Linked DNA regions of Arachis hypogaea: region 2 is linked to region 1. The links are chromatin contacts, called in public Hi-C maps. All regions are on one chromosome and are shown on one strand. The core of a region is the stretch at or near the end of the contact, and the rest is flanking DNA. Distances in the headings are between cores, read along the strand shown.

Region 1 (6,899 bases), core at 1,568-4,067:
TCAGGTCAGATTCAGTGCCCCAAGTTCAGCCTCAAGCACAGCCAGACGAAACACAAGAAGAAGAGGAAATGGGTAGGAGCAAGAGAAGAGTGAGAAATGTCAAGAGATCTCCACCTACAGGTCAAAGCTTTATGCAAAACCCGGATCCAACCAAAACTCCCCGTATCTTTGTGCCGGTTGATGAGGAGGAATATTCAGATGATGATCCTGTAATCCACTATTATGAGTCTGAAGGTTGTGATAGTATTGGAAGTGAATCAGATGATGACCAGTCGACAGCATACCCACAAGGCAATTTCGATGCTCCTATTGGACAAGTGAGACAGGAGGTTGGAATGGAGTTTGAGATGTTGGCTTCATTTAAGAAAGCAGTTAGAAAGTATAACATTGCTATTGGAAGGAGTGTTTTCTTCCCATAAATTGATCCAAAGCATGCAAAAGCCATATGTTATGACGAAAACTGCCCATAGCAGGTTTATTGTGCACATAGAACTCATCCACAAAGCTACCAAGTGAAAACTTTATTGTGCAGTAGAGCCATAACACATCCCAGCACTAACGCAACAGACCACAGAACATGTATTGCATTTTCACCACACCCTAACACAAACTTACACAATTTAGCATTTTGGTTGAATTACTGTGATTTAAATTATACAATTTTTATTGCTTGAATTTAAATTCTTTGTAAACAGGTGGCACCCATTATTCCACCTCTAATGATGCAACCTCTAGGACAATTAACAACAATTAGGCTACTTCTAATTAGACCTCTAACATACATTAGGCTACCTAATATCAAGAAGTCCTCAAAAGAAACACAAAGAGACCTCCACCAACTCTTCTAAACAATATCAAGTTTTCTTAATGAGCAACTCCTTAATAAGGCCTAGTGTGAGCCAAGACACTATAATGGATGCTAGTGCTGGAACTACTATAAGGTTCATGCAATTTATGCCAACCTAAAAAACAAGAGCACCAGCAAATGGAACATCAAGTGACAGTAGCAATTCCATCTTTAATTAGGATCCAATTCATATTAATTTTCTCCTATTTTAAACATAGATTTGAGCAACAAGATTAAGATTTTTTGTGGTTTTGATAGATTACTATGGATATTATATAGACTATGTGTTGCTACACTATCTTATTACTTATTTTAATCTTTTGGTATTAGGATCCTGATGTATAAAGCATGTGATGATGCTGATATTGATACTTATGTGGTTATAATTAACTTAGTTGTACCTGTCAACAAGGACGAAGCTAGAACTTCTTTTAAGAGAAGACCAACATAGAAAACACAAGTAAATATAAGGTAAAAGATAAAATTAGGGAGGGGCCAAACCATTAAAATAAAAGATTTCGTAAGTAAAATTTATTAGTTTAGGGGCCATTGTCCCCCTTCAACTACACTAAACTACGCCCCTACCTGTCAAACTGATATATGCCCTTTGGCTTCTTGGTACTAACATTAGCTTAATGTTAAAATTTTATTTGAGAGAATTTTACTTGTGTTTTGTCTATTATATTCGAACAGTATCAAATTCTTATATGTTTTTAAGTTCATACATGGCTATAAAAGTGAGAAGTTCGAATCCATACTTTCTTGTAGGATTTGGAAATTTTTAACAAAAAAAAACTTCACATAGCAGTGAAATTAACACTTCATATACAATATTGCAAGAACAGAATTAACAACAACTTGATTTCATTACATCCAAAAGTTTGAAGTTAATAAATCCTAAACATCAGACCACTATTGTTACTCAATTCTACTTAATTTTACATACTTCAATAATGAGTATATAGTGAAAATGAAACATAATAATAGATAAACAACAATACACATAACCCACATTCTGATAGTTTTAATTTTTCCTTCAAGCTTCTCTATCTTTATAATGAATTTCAACTTGACTGCATGGTCATCTTCCATTCTGATTACATTTTTCACTACATCATGAGTAGAAAATGTTTAATCATTGTTCATTTCAATTAAAATTCTAGCCAAACCTTTCTACCTACCATCAATTTCATCTATCAAAACAAAATATTTGCAATCCTGACTTTGCAGTAAGAAAACCAAACAATACGCATCATTGTTGGACAACTTTTAAAATCAAAATTACAATTTTTAACAAATATTTTTTCTACTTACTGTCTATAATAGACAACGAATGAAACTTTTTTCAAAATTTATTAATGTGTCAGATGTTATCAACACCATATTTAATTTGTAAAAAATACCTCCGACCTTTTTCTCTTTTTTTTCCCTCGCAATTAAATTTTTGACAAAACTAAAATTCGCATTCGATGTTAGTGAATTCATCTTTCGACCGCTTGATATTCTCTCTTTGAAACTAACTATAGTCTCTCCAAATTTAGCTCGGTCTATCCTTACAAATTGAGACTTAGAATTTTAATTTTGTAACTAAGAAGAGAAAAAAATTTTGAGTGTTGAAAAAAAAATTAAATCTTTAGATTGACATTACTAACACCAATAACCAAGTATTCTGAAAATCGGTTCAAACCGGCTGATCGAACCGGTTGAACCGTGAACCGACACAAAAAACGAATCAATCAAATGCTAAAATTAATGTTCTAAAAATCGGACCAAATCGGCTGATCAGACCGATTCAACCGCAATCCGATAACATTAGCGATTCGGTCAGACATGTAAAACCGTCATTTAGAAAACCGATGAAAAACCGTTGAACCGAATAAGAACCGAAAAGTTGGACCGAACCGGAACCCGCCCGGTTTACACAAAACGGAAGCTCCTCCGTTTCTTTCTCCCTTCCCCCTTTCTTTCGTGTATTCAGATTTCAGAAAGAAATCAAATCACACAACCCCAGCCAAAAAACCCTAGCACTGTAAGCCTACACCACCGCCGCAAGGAGCGGCATACTGCCGCGTCCGTCGCACTCAAAGTTCGCCATCCGTCCGTCTATCTAGCTTCCCTCGTGATCCAAGTCTTCAACCCTGTTCGCTGTCACCGATCGCGGCTGCTTCCTCGAGCTCGCGTCCGTCGTCTTTGTCTGCTCAGCCGCGCTTCCGTCGCCGTTTGTTTGCCGTTCACGTTCGCGTCTTCGTTCAGCTGTCGTCTTCGTTAGCGTTCTTCGCCGTTCACGTTCGCTCGGCGTTCACTGTTCGCGTTCACTCCCCGTTCACCGTTCGAGTTCGCATTCGTGTTCGTTTGGAAGCCACGTTGCTCTGCTTCAAACACTGCGACCAACCCGCGCGCTCCACCTAGCCGTCGAACTGCTCTCTTTTGTCGCCGCCGTGAGTTCCCTAAACCCGCCACCAGACAATACACTCACACAACACCAATACTCTGCTTCAAACTCTGCAACTTCTGATTTCTATTACAATAAGTAACTATTTGATTTGGCAGTGGTTTGGATTATTTCATAGACTGAATTAAAGTTACAATAGTTATGTTCTCTTCTCTATCACATTGATATTAAGCTTTGAAATCTCTTATTTTGTTTTAATTTTACGGCACTGAACATGTTTGATGAAATGCTTTAACCATATTTCTGGTTGGTTTTATAATTTCTAGCTTTTAGAAACTTAGTAAGTTGATTGCATGTGAAATTAGAATAATTGGATCTTAGTAATTAGGAAATTTTAGCTGCACAAATAGCATCTTCGCAGAAAACATATTAGCATGATGATTCCACTTGCATTAGTGTTCTTCTGGTCAATTTTAACTGTTATTTTGAATTTGTTAATTTGCTAATTGTTCTTATGCTGTTGTTCTGTTGTTCTTCTGTTACTTTTAATTTTTTTTTTTGGTTGTGATTTTCTGATCTTGATTTAAGCTGTGATTGAAGGTTCTTTGGTTTTGGTATTCTTAACTTTCCTGTAAGCATAGCTTTTAATTCTTTGAGCATACACGGATCAAATCATTGTTTTCAGCAATGGTGATTTTTAGATTTTTTTTTTTTGGGTTTCTTTGTTTTAAATGTTCCTATTGTTGTTGTGTTTTTGCTGTGATTTAAATGTTCTTTTGATTTTTTTTTCCCGAATGCCCAGTCAGTACTTGGTTGATTGGTTTTGCTCACTAAATGTATTTGATGATAAATTTTAAATTGATAACTCTATTACTGCTTTACTGTCTGTTTCTGTAGTTAAATTTTATTAAAGTTTCTTGAATTTGTACTGCCTATGTTATTGATTCACTGTTCCTTCGTTGCTTTTTTTGTTGTTGTTAATCATTGTGATGAGCTTTGTTAAAATTGGGTTGAAAACTACTAATCTTTCTTCATTTTTCACTGTTCTAACTTCTGTTTTTATTAAAAGATTTGCAATTGGTGATCTTTTGATTTATTATATGCTTCATGTTTTCATTGTTCTGTTCTTATGAAGAAAAAATTTGCAATTAGTGATTGTATGATTCGTGTTTTGATTGTTTTGTTATATAAACAAAATTCTGTTTTCATTGTTTGGTTACACTGTCCCTGTTACTTGTTACCCCTCCCCTCCTCTGTGTTGGATTCTTTTTGTTTCAGGCATTGTTGTGTTTTTGTTTCCGCCTCTGTTGTGTTGTGTGTTTGTTTCGTGCTCTGTTGTGTGTTTATTGTACAACACTATTGTTACGGTGGGTAACCGGAGATTAATGGGCCTGGATGGCGTTGATTGGCCCAAACGTGTGAAGGAGGTGACTTTCGAGTGGATTTGTTATTCAGTGTTCCTCCGTCCGACCTGTACGTGTGAAAGAATGGGGGGTGGTACCTGCAAAGACACTCCAATGCCTAAGTTAGCAAGAGTGTGAGCAGGTTTAAGTGTATTGGGACTTAGAGATACCTGAGAAGTGTCAGTGTATTTATAGTGGTGAACCAATAACCACCGTTGGAGTAGTGCCACTTTTTTAAGGTGTTAACCGTCCCTTTATTTTAGGGAAGTTAAGATATGGCTTGTGGAAGTGGTTAGAGGGTTTCTAGGGGCAGTTACTCATTCGAATGAGTGTTATCTGCCAGCTAACCCTCGTATCCGACTTCTTTGGAACAGGTCGTGCTCAGTACCGACTTCTGGGATAAAGGCTGGTACTGGATGGAGGGCCAACCCTTTGGGTTGGGCGTCTTTGCTTGGATCCTGGGCCCTATTTATTGGGCCAGTTTTTTTGTTTTACTTTTTGACTTAGCTACATTAAGACAATATTCTTTATCTTCAACTTGTGCATTGCAATTCAATCCAGCTATTTTTAATGGAAGTATAATTATGTTAATTGTCAACAAATTTGCAGCAAGTTATTGCATATTTTGATAATTAATTACATTTAGTTGGTGATATTTTACGTAGGGTTTTAAATTTAAAAGATATTTAGGATGTTTATTTATAATTTATTTATTATTTTATTAGTTGGCTTCTGCTTTACATCTTAATTAGCATGCTCAGTTAAGAAAAGAAAATAATAAAGTACATACATATATTACAATTTTGAATTGATAACATTTTATATAGTGTTTTAAATTTGGAAGATATTTTAAGATTTATATTAAACTATAATTATATTTTAGAATGTTTTTATAATTTATTTATTATATTATTCTAAAACGATTTTTTCGATTAAATTACGGTTAGATCGGTTGGACCAGTAAACCAATGACTAAAACGGTTCGATGACTGGTTCGGTTTTCAGAACCTTGCGTAGAATTGAAGGTTAACTCCTGGAATATGGGAAGAATCTCTTGGGTGGTGGCGATAAAGAAAAAGATTGGAATGTTGTTTAGCTTGCTTTTGTAAAAAATAAAAATAACAAACTTTCCAATTTGACCTAACCCGCGAGAAATAAATAAAATAAGGATTTGTTAGAATCTTATGCTCTAATAGAAAAACATTATTTAGTTATATATTTAACTATATATAGGGGGGGCAATGTTATGCATAATGAGTAAAGGGACCTCAAAAAAATTCTCTTTTCGGCCTATCTTATGAACTTTAAGGTGTATAGGGTTTCATTTCTTGATAATTTCAATTTTTTTTAGTAGTTCGATAGAGACATATCCTTATTAAGAATATTAAATGAATATAATCTTTTATAATTACAAAATTTATTTAAATTAGTAATTAATTTTGTTAGATAGATAATGATTTTTGTAAATAATGTGAACAATAGGCTCTAGAATTGAGCCAATAAAGTAAAAAAATACTCCACTTCAAAATTACCTCCTAAACCTACCTTAACATTAGGATAACTATCGCGAATGGAACATCATTGAATAAAAAAAAATAACAATCCAATTAAAAGTAATATCATCTGTATATTTAGGACTTGTTTGGGTGAGTTTCTAAAAAAAGATCTTTTTTTGAGTTATCTTTTTTTAAAAGATCTTATGAAAAAGTAAAAGTAATTTTATGTTTGGATATCTCATACAAAAAGATCTTTTTATCTATCAATTATATTTGGGTATAATAATATAAATATTTTTTTGTTTATTTATTACATGAAAAATATCTTTTTTTTTAAGAAAAAAGATCTTTTAAAAAAAAGATATAAATTATAGTTTCTTAAAATAGATTTTTTTTATTTTTCTAATGCTTTTACTTTTACTACTAGAAATTTGTCAAATTTGCTAAAAAATAAAAAAGATTTTTTTTTATCGAAAAAAGATTTTTTTTATCAAAATAATAACGCCCAAACAAACACTTATTGAATTGAACATCTAACTTATTCATTGTATTGTTTAATATTTTCATTGTCTATCTGTATTTTTCCAATTAGTAATAATCATTTTTCTCATCGTCTCAATCTTTTCGTGTTTGGCTGTTTACTCGGTTTCAAACGTTCGAAAATTCCTTCTCCGTTCCCTCTTTTTTCAAAACTCCCAAGTCCCAAACACAGCATTAAAGACCCTCCTTCGTTTTTTTCAGGTCAGGGAAGTCGTTGCTGT
Region 2 (6,899 bases), core at 2,650-5,149, 150 kb after region 1:
AGGGAAGAACGGCGTTGTCGGAGAGCTTCTTTACACGGAGGAGAGAAGCAAGGTTGGTGGAAATGTCAGCGTCTTGGTGGATCTTGAGGATCTCCGGGGAGGGCTCTTGGTTCTCGGCGACGATGGAGCCGTTGGTGGCGTGGGAGTCTGGTTGGGCCATGGTGAGAACAATGCGGTTGCAGAAATGAGGATAGTGGTGGTTAAGAAGCAAGGTTCTGTAAACCAGACCAGCCACCGAACCTCTCTAGTCACTGGTTTACTGATTTACTGGTCCAATCAGTTCAACTGTGGTCTAACAAAAAAAAAGCGTTTTATAATAAAATAATAAATAAATTATAAATAAATACTCTAAAACATAATTATAGTCTAATATAAATTTTAAAATGTCTTCCAAATACTACATCAGCCAAAATCTAATACAATCTTTAATTTCATAATTATTAACAATTTATCATTCATTAGTCATTATATCACTATTGAACTCATTAAGATAGTCACAAAAAAACAAAAAACAAATTCATTGAATTAAACAAACCAATAACAAATATTCCATCATCTACTCAACTAGTTAATTGAGTTAATTCAAATCATCTATTCCATATAACATAGCAATAAAGCACCCTCAGAAAAAGCATGCTGGAGAAATTGAATGCAAGTCAATCTGTATGGTGAATGCATCAAAATAGATGAAGATTTACGACAAGCCAACTTCAACCATATGTTCGTAAGTCATAGGAACACAATAATATTAACACAAGGCATCCCAATTATGACGACGGCTAGAAATGTGAACCTATTGCCATCAAATGGTGGTGTGTCTTAGATATAGGTAACAGAGTAGAATACCAAATGGCTCCTCATAAGCATGATAAGCTTTTAAAACTAGTAAACACAAGCATTGAATCTAACTCTCTACCAGCATAATAAGCTTTTAAAACATGAGATCACAAAATAAGATTAGTTATTGATGCACGGATGTCTGATATTTTTTTTAAAGGGAGTTTTGTTACGATTCATATCAAGATGTTGCCACTTGCCACAGAACAGTCACCAGAATTTTTCTGTACACACAATAGTTTCTAGTAACTGCAAAAATAAATAAATGAATAAACAAAATGCAAACATTAACTTCAAAATTATTCCTCAATTATACACCATGTTTATAACTGGTAATGAAAGCACAAATTACAGCCTCAAAACAGAAGCACAAAGAATAATCATAGGAAAAACCATCAGCATTCAAGTAGAATTCAACTAGTTTCATCTATGAAGAGAAAATGGAAGGGAAGAACAGAGAATTGGCTATGGATAGAGCTGGAACAAATGCTATGAAACCACCATAAAGATAAAAGTTTCCACGAGACAAACCTCCAAATGCAAATAAGAATCAGATTCTCAAAGGACAATAGCATCAAATCAAAATCCATTTCAACAATCAAGCCAGTGGAAGGTAAAGACCAAAAGCAAAAAAAGAAAAGGGTAATAGGACTTGGAAATCTTTTGCCAGAAACTGAAAGAAGATCAACCAAAATCATTTGACGTCCCGGAAACGTCCGCAGCAACACATCACTACACATAATAATCACAACCCACACTTGGGCAGTAACAATTAGCATAATTTCAGCATAATTTTAACAAAGCATAATAAACTTTTTCAAAGATTAACAATGAACACTTGGGCAATAGCAATGAGCATAATTTCAGCATAATTTTAACAAAGATTAATAAACTTTTTCAAAGATGAACAATGAGCATAATTTTAACAAAGATTAATAAACTTTTTCAAAGATTAACAATGAGGAGTAGCAACAAGCATAATTTCAGATAAATTATTTTCAATTTTCAGCACAGCACCAAAAAAAAAAAAAAAGCAACAACGCAGAGTCCAGCACAACTCAACACATCAAAACACAACACAACAGTAGCAATGAACAGAGCTGATCAAGTAATCATTCATCAATCTGAACAGCACTAGCAGCAGCAGAATCCTAAATCGACGAACAAAGAACCAAGAACGAAAATTTCAAAAAAAAAAAAAACAAAGCAACCAATATGAGTAGCACTAGCAGAATTGTAAACCTTCGTTCTGACTTCTGAGCAGTCTGAGCATAGGGGCAGAAGCGCACCAGAGACGGAGGCCAGGCGACGAGCACGACGGTGGTGGGTTGGAAGAAGCTGCGGCTGACAAACAAAGAGCAGACTCCAACACGCCGAGCTCGAGGAAGAAGCCGCGATTGGTGGGTTGGAAACTTCAAGCACCACGACCAGACAAAGACGGTGGTGCCTGAGCGCCCTGGACGGCGGCAGGAGAGCGACGGAGCAGACGAAGTCCAGGGACTGACGCTGAGCTCCAGGAAGGAGGTGCGATTGTTGAATGAAGACGGGCAGACGACCAGACAACGAAGGTGGTGCTTGAGCTCGATGGATGGCGGCAGTCCTTGCAGCGGTGGTGGAGAAGCTAGGGTTTCAGGCGTAGTTATCAGAACTGAACCGGTAATCAACCCGGCCATATGACCAGGTTGCCGGTTCAACCATGGGTCACTGATTTACCCGGTTGACCCGGTCATAATTAAAAATATATAAAATTATATAAATAAAATTAAAAACATGTGTTAAAACCTAAAATGCAAGTCTTTACAAAAATAATAATCAAATATCAATTCTCCGACATAACTAATGATGCAAAAAGAGATAATAATCTAGTCTCTAGAACAAAATACTTTTTCAATTCAAATGAACAAGAGTGGGCGAGAATATAACACAATCGGTAAATCAAGTCCAAGGGGTGATTTCAGAGTCAGCATTTATATCTTTATAGGACAAATTTGGAATTTGACCAACATTTCCCTCATTTTGATTTACATCTATATCTTTCATAGCATTGTTACTCAACTCAGCAACAAAAAATACAAAAGATTTACGGCAACAAAATATTTAGCTAATTGATTTTTTAAGCAACATAACAATAAATTCAAGGTTCAATGATAATAATCAGCAACAAATTCAACTCAACTCAGTGATGTTATCCGGCAACAAAATTCCACTCAATGATGTTATCCAGCAACAAAAAACTTTGCCCAGCGATATGCTCAGCAACAATTGAACTGAAGAAAACAAATTCAGCTCAACTCAGCAATGTTATCCAACAACAAAATTCAACTCAATAATGTTATCCAGCAACAAAAAACTTTGCGCAATGATATGTTCAGCAACAATTGAACTTACGAGTTACGACAGAAAATTCAGCTCAACTCAGCGATATTATCCAGCAACAAAATTCAACTCAATAATGTTATCCAGCAACAAAAAGCTTTGCTCAGTGATATGTTCAGCAACATTTCAACATACGACAATAAATTCATCTCATTCATAATTTGCAACATCAAATTCAACTATGATAATTTTCAAATCCCTAGTATTCAGCAAAACAAAATTAGCTAAATCATAATTTCAGCAACAAACTCAACTTTCAACAACAAATTCAAGATGTACTAATGATTTACAGCAATGAAATTGAAAGAGAAATAACAGGGCCGAAGCTGAAAATCACCTGCCCAGAAACCAACTCAGGGCGAAGGAAGCGTTGATGGCAGAAGCAGGAAGACGATCTTACGATGGTGACAGAGCGCGACAGAGCTTGCGACGGTGATAGAGCGCGACAAGCTTACGACGCTGACAGAGCGCGACGAGCTTGAGTCCGAAACGGCCGCGAGAGAAGCGAGATACCGGAGAGAGAGATGTCGTCGACGACACCAGCCGTGAGAGAGAGGTGAGACTCAGTAAGCTTGAGGGAGAGAGTGGCGAGAGAAGAGACTAGAGTCAGAGAGAAGAGAGAGGTGAGAGAGGTGGGTGATCATCCATTTGGGGTTAGGGCACCACGGAGGGAGGGGGTTGATAGTGAACGACGCCGTTTTCCAATTTTTTTTTAAATGACCCGGTCTGGGTTACATGAACCGGCCGGGTCAGTGTTTTACAAGTTCTGTCCGGGTCGAACCGGTTTTCACCGGATTCAAAACTTAAGCGGTTTGATGAGTGGTTCAGCCCGGCTGGGTCGAGTCGGGTTTAATAGTTATGGTTTCAGGTGGCAGCTCTTTAAAGTCTGAGTTGAAGAGGAGAAAAAAGGGTAGTTGGGTAAGGTTTTAAGGTTTTTTTCCCTATTAAACTTCAAACGACGTTGCTTAGGTAAAACCAGCAGGATTCCGGTTTAATCCGACCGACCAGTTCCTGACGGATTCAGCTGTTTATAAACAGCTTTTAAATTTGCGATTTTTCCTTCAAACCGAACCGCAAATATATCCGATTTACGATTGGATCGGTCCAACTGAACAGTTCGATTCAGTTTTTAGAACCATGTCTCAAAGGTGTGTACTTCTCCTCGCGTCGCCAGAAGATCACTGTGAAGTGTGAACATCCCTCTTCTACCACCGTGGACTCTTTGCCATCTCTGTTGCCATGAAACTACACTGGTTGATAATATAATAAATATAAACTAATTAGTTAATTATTAAAATAAAAAATAATTATTTTAATATAAAAATAAAAATAAAATTTTTTTAATTTTTTATTATGAAAAATATTAAAATTTTATATATTTATTTAATAATAATCGGATTATAATTTGTTAATTGTAATTTGTTAAATTTTAATTATTTTATATTTTCTATTTATACAAAATTAATTCTGCCGATTCAACTAATAATTTAGGGATGTCAATGGGGCAGGGCGGGAGCGGGGATGCCTCCCTACTCCCCATCCCCACCCCCAGATTTACTCCCCGTCCCCACCCCCATTCCCCGCCGTGGGGGAATATTGCTCCCCATCCCCATTCCCCACGGGGATCCCATTCCCCATCTATCTGATAGTTCTAACTAATTATTAATTTCCATATGAATAGAGGTGTAAATATCCATTCTATACAAAAATAACAAGATTTTATACAAAAAATCTAAACAACAAGATGGTGACTTCTTTCGAAATGACGCAACGGGGGACACAACGGAAAGCCAGAGGATAGAGAAGTGGACAAGGTGGGAGACACGGCAACAGAGAGGAGAATGGACACGACGACAAAGTTACGGAAAGGAACGCCGCAAATAGAGAGCACGATGCGGTGAGAATCATGGCACGGTGAGGTGTGACGATACGGTGAAAAGGAAGAGCGGCGAGAGGATGGCTGCAGAGGTTGGATGGAGTATGGACAACGTTAGAAATTTCTGAATTGAAGAAGAGTTATGCAAATAAGGATTAGGAGTTTTGGATTTCTATATATATATATATGTGTGTGTGTGTGTGTGTGAAATGACTAAAAAACATATATGAAAAATAAACTATTAAGAACAATTTAGTAAATTTATGAACTTCGGGGATTAGCGGGGATGGGCGCGGGGATCCCGAGTGCGGGTCCCCGCGTCTGCCTCGGGGAATTTTGTTCCCCGTCCCCATCCCCATGGAAAAAATTCCCCACAGTCGGATCCCCATTCGGGGCAGTCCCCGCAGGGATCCCCGCGTCTCGGGAGTTTTGCCATCCCTATAATAACTCATCAATTGAACTAATAAAGGAACTTATTCTATCACCAATTCAGTTATGAACTAATCTGGCTTTTTTTTTTTTTTTTCACTCCTACTCTAACTAAAAATACCTGTCAATATAAATTAAAATTGGTATCTGGTAGCTTTTCACATTCCAAAAAAGTACATGTCACGAGAAAGGCAGAAACTCTTCCTATAGCGGTATAGCCCGATAGCCCGCAACCTCCCCACTTTCACTCTCTCTCCCGCAATGGCCAACGTCTCAGTGGCCGCGGAGTGGCAGCTCCTCTACAACCGCTACTACCGCAAGCCAGAGCTCTACCCAATGAGGTGGAAACACGTGGACCTCGCCCGCCACAAGGTCGCTGCCGCCCCATTCGGCGGCCCTGTCGCCGTCATCCGTGACGACTCCAAGATCGTCCAGCTACACGCTGAGTCCGCCCTCCGCAAGCTCCGCCTCTTCAACTCCGCTGGTCATCCCCTCGCCGACGCCGTCTGGCGCCACCCGGGCGGCCGCCTCATCGGAATGTCTTGGACCGATGATCTCACCCTCGTCTGCGTCGTTCAAGACGGTACCATCTACCGTTACGACCTCCACGCCCAACTCGTCGAACCTAACATCTCCATGGGCAAGGAATGCTTCGAGCAGAACGTTGCCGATTGCGTTTTCTGGGGAAACGGCGTTGTCTGCATCACTGAGCAGAATCAGCTCTTCTGTATTCCCGATTTTCGGAACCCTAAGCCCGTCCCCCTCGCCGATCCGATGATCGAGGAGCCGCCGCGGTGCATCGCCGTGATCGAACCACAGTACACCATGTCTGGAAACGTCGAGGTGCTTCTCGGAGTTGCTGACGATCCTGTGGTGCTTGTTGTGGAGGAGGACGGCGTGCAGCGGCTCGGGGAGGGTTTGCTCCGGGGGCCGCTGCAGAAGATGGTTGTGTCCCGTGACGGCAAGTGGCTTGCTTCGTTCACGCACGATGGGAGGCTCTTGGTTACTACCTCGGACTTGACCGGCATCATCATCGAAAGGGAGTGCGAGGTAGTTCCTTTTTCCTCTTTAATAATTGGAATTCGTCGTTGATAATTGAAAGTTTGGAAGCATCAGCTTTTTCAACTACAATATGTGGTTCATAGTAGTTAATTTAGGGGGCATATGTGTCTTCGTCAAGCACTAACAAGAACTAATATGCAAGAGTAAGACTAATACACAAGGTAGATGCTTTTTCCCCCCTCCTGATTTGTATAAGTTTGACTGTTTACTGTTTTGTTGTGCTGTGATAGGTGGTTTTGAGCGTTGTGTAGTTTTGAGAATTGTGAATTTTGAAGCTGAAGTGTAGGGAAGTAGGAGGGTTACTTTTTGTTGGTTTTGT

Evidence for each region. Hi-C and Micro-C count contacts between places; a contact is called where the count stands out from the background.
Region 2: a Hi-C map of leaf shows a contact between it and region 1, with 6 times the contacts expected there. The contact joins the promoter of LOC112782790 here to the promoter of LOC112783218 in region 1. A contact is called at or near these places in 3 of 8 Hi-C or Micro-C datasets (leaf and an unstated tissue).

Annotation. Positions count from the first base shown.
Region 1 is chr20:11,895,945-11,902,843 of arahy.Tifrunner.gnm2.J5K5, forward strand. It overlaps LOC112783218, which reads left to right and starts at 2,818. Exons shown (of 13, transcript XM_025826035.3): 1 at 2,818-3,285; 2 at 6,880-6,899.
Region 2 is chr20:12,049,538-12,056,436 of arahy.Tifrunner.gnm2.J5K5, forward strand. It overlaps LOC112782790 (deoxyuridine 5'-triphosphate nucleotidohydrolase), which reads right to left and starts at 3,900. Exons shown (of 4, transcript XM_025825389.3): 1 at 3,551-3,900; 2 at 1-285. The coding sequence starts at 160. LOC112782762 (protein VACUOLELESS1) reads left to right here and starts at 5,666. Exons shown (of 16, transcript XM_025825326.3): 1 at 5,666-6,568. The coding sequence starts at 5,780.